Regions from separate parts of the Rattus norvegicus genome. Here region 2 is linked to region 1. Evidence: chromatin contacts called from public Hi-C data. All regions are on one chromosome and are shown on one strand. The core of a region is the stretch at or near the end of the contact, and the rest is flanking DNA. Distances in the headings are between cores, read along the strand shown.

Region 1 (2,700 bases), core at 139-2,638:
GGGCTAAGGTTAAGTATTTACTATTAACCACTTTTTTGAGTGGCTGTTCTAGGGACTTAATTCAGGATACATGCAAGACAAGTCCTCTACTACCTATTGAGCCACATTGCCAACTCTTAGCCATACACAGTTTTGAGAAATTTATTTGTACTAAATTATTTCTTAGAACTTTTAAGTGGGAACTTACCACTGCTCCCATTTTATAACAAAGAAATGAAGAAATGGGTAACAAAAGCACAACTGGAATGCAGACCCCAAAGATGAAGCTTTTTTTCATCTCTGTACTACCCTTTCCCCAAGGGACTTTACATCCATTTGCTTTATAACCTCCCCACCCTAATCTAAATTTTTTCCCTATCGATTATATAACCACAACTTTAACATGAGAAAATGGTTCAGGCTAAATACACTTTTAAATGTATAATAAAAATTATATATTAAAAATTCTCTTTTTGATGAAACATTATAAAATACAAATATTAGGACATCCTATTACTGATATCATTCATCCATCTAATCATTTCCCTAGGATACATTCCCCATCAAAATGACCATTCATACTTTACTTCTTCATAAATATTGTATGAAAACAGAGAATCCTGCTTAGGTGTACATGAATATTCCTGGAACATTTTCTGTTATACGGATCTTAATAAATATTTGTTAAATGAATATTCTGTGTACCAGACACTGTCAGTTTTAAACTATCCGTAGAGCCTAGGATAGGTGGCATCCGGTTGACTCAATTTTACAGAGCAGAGTTCAGTGAGGTCAATGGGTGAGCCGTTATCCTTGTGCAGGGACCCTTCTGGAGAAAGTGACTCCTAGCCACAAGTGACTTTGGGCAGGTTTCCTGGAGCTCTCCTCTGCTCACCTTGGCTTGAGGCTCTGGATCCTGAACATCCCACGAAGGTCTATCCAGCTCTGTAGTCAAGGCCGAGTTCGGGGTCTCCTTCCTTTTCCTGGGGTTCTCCTCCTCCTCTAGCTCCATCAGGCTGTAGGGAAAAGATCAGGTGGAGCTGAGGACCCGCAGCGACCAGGAAACCGCGTCCCAGCGGCTCTCCAGCGAAGCGCTGTTGAGGCGTGACCGTTTATTTTTCCCTCGAAGCAGCTCGAACCAGTTTACTACGCTTGGCTCTCATAGAAAAAGCCGCGGACCTACGCCTTTTCCCTCAGTGCAGACTATAAGTCCGCGTTTCCTCAGTCTCAGGCGTCGCGGAGTTCGAAACGCTCCCTGAGGCGCGTCCTGCGCAGAGCGAGGGGCTCCCCCTCCACAAGCGACTGTCCACTCCCCCCAGGTCCCGAACCAACCCTAGGCAACGCCCCACAGACCGCTGCTGAGGGCCGCCGCTGCCCTACAGGAACCGGCTTCGTCTGCCGCGCCCGCGTTTAAACAGACCGGAAGTGAGGGCGTCCGACTTCCGGCCGTTGAACTCTGCGAAACGTAAGGTCCGGGATGGCGACCAAGCGGCTGGCACGGTACGCTAGGGGTTTCCCCTCAGGGTGGGCGGCGGTCATCCGCAGGCGTTTGGTCTGGATCTGAAAAGGGTCCTGGTCTTCTCGGTCTCGGGCTCCAACTCGCCTTTCGCGCCAAGTTGGAGGAGTCCGAGAAACCCCGGTCCTCTGCGTGGCGCGCTCTATCAGGTCTGTTAATTCATGGCCCCTGGGAACGCCTGGAATGTATGTGACAGCGCTGCACACTGTACTCAGACTGGTGCCACCGCACCTACTGCGTCCAAGTGACCTGCCTTGTCCAGTTTTATTGTCAGAATTACTAGAGACTCTCTCGTCTTTTGGATACGCTGTGCACATTTGACATTTGTGGACACAGTGTGAACTTGCCAGGCATAGTGGAACAGGGGCCTACAACACCAGCGTGGCAAGTTGGAAGCCAGCCGGTGTCCACATGGAGCTGTTCAAGCAGGCTAGGGCTATATAGTGAGACCGTCTCAAAACAACAAAACCAGATCCAAAACAAACCCCTATCTGATGTATTAATGAATAGCATGGGTTTCAAGAGTGAAAAGTCTTATCAAAGGTTAACATGCTATAGCTATCTTTAGGCAAATTGTTTACTTTTCTCGTGCATAAAATACATGTTGCAAACATATCTTCCACCTAAAATTGTTTAAAAGACATCACCATCCTAGTTTAATATTTGCTGAAAAAGTGACTAGTAAATATTAGTTTTTCGTTCCAAATCCCTATATTGGCTGCACATCTTGTCTTTTTCAAATAGCCAAAGTAGCTATTCCAGGTGTCTGCCTAGTTAAAATTGTGTTCATCAACATTTGGGACCTTTCTTTCTTTGGACTGCAGTATATTACTGTTGGCAGTCTTTTATCATAGATTCTTCCAGTAGTACTCTGGTAATCTTACTTCCTCCCCTAGATTTTTAGAGTTTAGGAACAGGCTCCATCCCCTTAGAACATAGCGAAGGCTTGGAAAATGCAAAAATAGCAAAATCTCTGTAGTGCATCTTTCCAGTCATTTGAGTTCCTCAATAAGATTAGTTGCTTGTGAAGCTCATTCAGGTAAAATGGACACTAAACTCAAGAGAGGATGGCAGTTAGCACAAAGACCCAAGACTTAAAATCTATCCCTAGTTTCCTTCTGTCAGCACACAGCTGTTGTTTGAGACAGGGGCCTGCTATGTGCTGTAAGCTATTCTTAAATTCAATTTTGCCTTGGCCTGCTGAC
Region 2 (2,700 bases), core at 147-2,646, 320 kb before region 1:
TCTTAGTTTATGTCTCCTAGAACATATGTCTGGGTTGGAAAAAAAATAGGATCTCCTTGCAGCTAGCCTTATATACGTTATAGACCTGTGCTCAGTAGATTCCGTCACAGTGCCCAAAATAACTGGATATACCACTTGCCTATTTGGTATTACATGAGGAAACACACCTTACCAGTGTCTACACCACAGAGTCTAGTAAGCAAACCTTCATGACACCAGCTAAAGAGTCTCTCCCCTTGGTCAGGAGAGAATCAACGCCTGCATCATTATTTATGTTGTTAAAGCAGCAGCTGGCGCTAAGATTGAATATAGGATGGCCTCAGGCTTCAGTTTACCTAATCTCATTTCCACAGTGGGCTACAACAAATCAAACTACACCCTTACAACTCTTCTTTGGCCTGGGAAACGCCACTGAACCGGTCTGGAGAGCCTGCTGAAAGCAAGGGTAGGAAGAATGCGGAGGAGGACCGCAGTCAACAATTTCCTGACCATTTACTCCTTCTAGGGTCCTCTGCAGACTCTGAGCAGCACCACAGGGAAGGTGGGACTGCACCACCCCAACCAGCCTAGGGGGAGAGTAGGTGCCCCGCCTACTCTCAGTTTTAGGGGGCCTAGTCAAGTTCTCTGAGATCGCGCCCCGCCCCTTTTAAGGTTCCAAATAAAGCTTTGGCTTCCGAGTCTCGCATCTTGCAAACAAACCGCCATCGCGAACGTTCCAGCTGCCAGTCGGGTCGAATCCCCAGATGGGGGCAGGGCCTTCGGGGCTCCTGGGAATTTATTCTGGACCCCATTTCCGATGAGGGTTGAGGCTTTCAATTCTAAGGCCAGGGATCCACAGAGAAAGAAACCGGTGTGAAGTGGATGGGTCTGATCACGACTATGGGGCACAGAAACTAAGAGATCGGAACTCAGGGCAATTGGGGATCTTGTCACTAATCACTTGGGGCAAACCCACCTTTGACACCTGTAGCTCCCTCCTGCTGTGGCGCATGGCACCCCTGTTGGAGAAGGTGAGGATGCTCAGACCAGACTCCACTTCTTCCCACTCAAGAGGGAAGGTAGGGCCTCTCCGGTGGGTTGGCATTGGTGGCTCCTCCCCATCCCGTCCCCTCCCCAATCTAGCTGCCAGTGTGTAAGCATGGAGATGGCTGGAAATGGTGGATGAGATCTCCCTGCGAGCTCCTAGCCGCGCCCAGCAACTCAAGGAGACAGGCAAAGTTCATCACCAACCCATAGGCGGGTGGCAACAGGCTGAGGAAGCTAGTGCATTCTCCCGCGACCGCCCCTGCACTCCCCCGCTTCCTAGGCCGAGCTTGGAGGGTTCAGCCAGCCGGGGTCCTCTACTTCACACCCCAGCTTTGCTCTCTCACCTGGTGCTGGCTGCCGCAATACCCCGCCCCGTAGCCACAGAGGGCGCAAAGCGAAGTGGAAGGAAGAAAAGAGGCACAGGCCTGACTTGGGGAAGGAACCGGACTCGCTCCACCTCACCAACAAGCGCTCTTCCTCTACCGAAGCCCCGCCCTTCTGTCACGCCCCTCGCCGAGGCTCCGCCCCTCGCCCCTTCTCGCGGAGGACCAACCCTGGCCCTCGCCCCAGGCTCAAGTCCCCGCCGCGCTTTCCCAGCCTGGCCAGGAAGAGTAGTGTATCCAGACGTCTAGCTGCTCGGCTTGACACCTTTGCTAGGCAGCCCGCTTCTTCCTACACACTCTAGGAACAACCCCCACAAACTTTTAGGCTCTAGTGGATGACTAATGAGTAAATGACTGTCTGGAGACAGTCTCTTCCTACACCGGTGGCTTGGAGTGAAAGTTCTGGGGCCACATTTTAGGAGGATTGGCAACTAGAGGTGGGATTATAGTGGCAGAACTAGTTCTGGATTCACCCCTAGAGTTCAAGTCACACCAGTCAATCAGTTAGGTAGCTCCTGTACTGGAAGGTTCTAGCCATTATGCAGGCGCAAATGTTGGCAGCCAGAGAATCTTAGAGAGGGATTATCTCCATTTTACGGATTTAAAAACAAAAACAAAGAGCTAGAAACAAATCCTCTTCTCAAGGACGCTTGGTAGAGAAACCCATGTTTCCCGGTTTCAAATGTAGGCCTGAGGAACCCCGTTAGTTACTCAATATTAATACTACTGGCATTTGAGATGGGACGAAGTCTGCTTCTGAGATGTCTTGTGAGCACACTGGGGTGCTTAGTGGCATTCCTGGTCTCTACCCATGAAATAAAAAAATACAGTAACAGACCCTCCCAGTTGCAATAACTTAAAATGCTTCCAAGGGGTTGGGGATGGGGTGCGATCATCAACCATCAGGTAGGCAGAAGCACTGCTGATGAACTTACAGCAGAAAACTATGGGCTGGGCCTCTGGAGTCCCCATCTCAGTGCCCAAGCCTAGGTGTCACTGTGTAATGTTGCTGAACCACACAGTGCTCTGAGCCACATCTTTTTCACCCATTAAATGAGGAGAAGGGCAAGCCCAGGTACTCGTCTGCTGCTAAACAGGTCTCAGGCTCTTTTCACCCAAAGTCCTGGAGTGACCCACCTCTCTCCCAGAGCCCTGTACCAATAGCATCCTGGAGATGGGTAAACTCTTGGGTAAAAAGAGAAATCACAGGGTTTTACTGAGGACAACGAAAAAGATGCCTTTAAAGGACTGAGTACCTCTCAGGCACGTAATAGGAACTCAAAAATATTAC

The links. Hi-C and Micro-C count contacts between places; a contact is called where the count stands out from the background.
Region 2: a contact with region 1 is called in a Hi-C map of Schwann cells, with 5 times the contacts expected there. The contact joins the promoter of Ldaf1 here to the promoter of Rexo5 in region 1. A contact is called at or near these places in 7 of 12 Hi-C or Micro-C datasets (the A7r5 cell line, the Rat2 cell line, Schwann cells and 4 more) and 1 of 1 datasets of contacts at active chromatin or transcription factors (oligodendrocytes).

Annotation. Positions count from the first base shown.
Region 1 is chr1:183,598,743-183,601,442 of GRCr8, reverse strand. It overlaps Rexo5 (RNA exonuclease 5), which reads right to left and starts at 1,388. Exons shown (of 20, transcript NM_001079706.1): 1 at 1,312-1,388; 2 at 875-995. The coding sequence starts at 991. It overlaps Eri2 (ERI1 exoribonuclease family member 2), which reads left to right and starts at 1,457. Exons shown (of 9, transcript NM_001191114.1): 1 at 1,457-1,479. The coding sequence starts at 1,457.
Region 2 is chr1:183,914,615-183,917,314 of GRCr8, reverse strand. It overlaps Ldaf1 (lipid droplet assembly factor 1), which reads right to left and starts at 1,396. Exons shown (of 6, transcript NM_194354.2): 1 at 1,371-1,396; 2 at 956-998.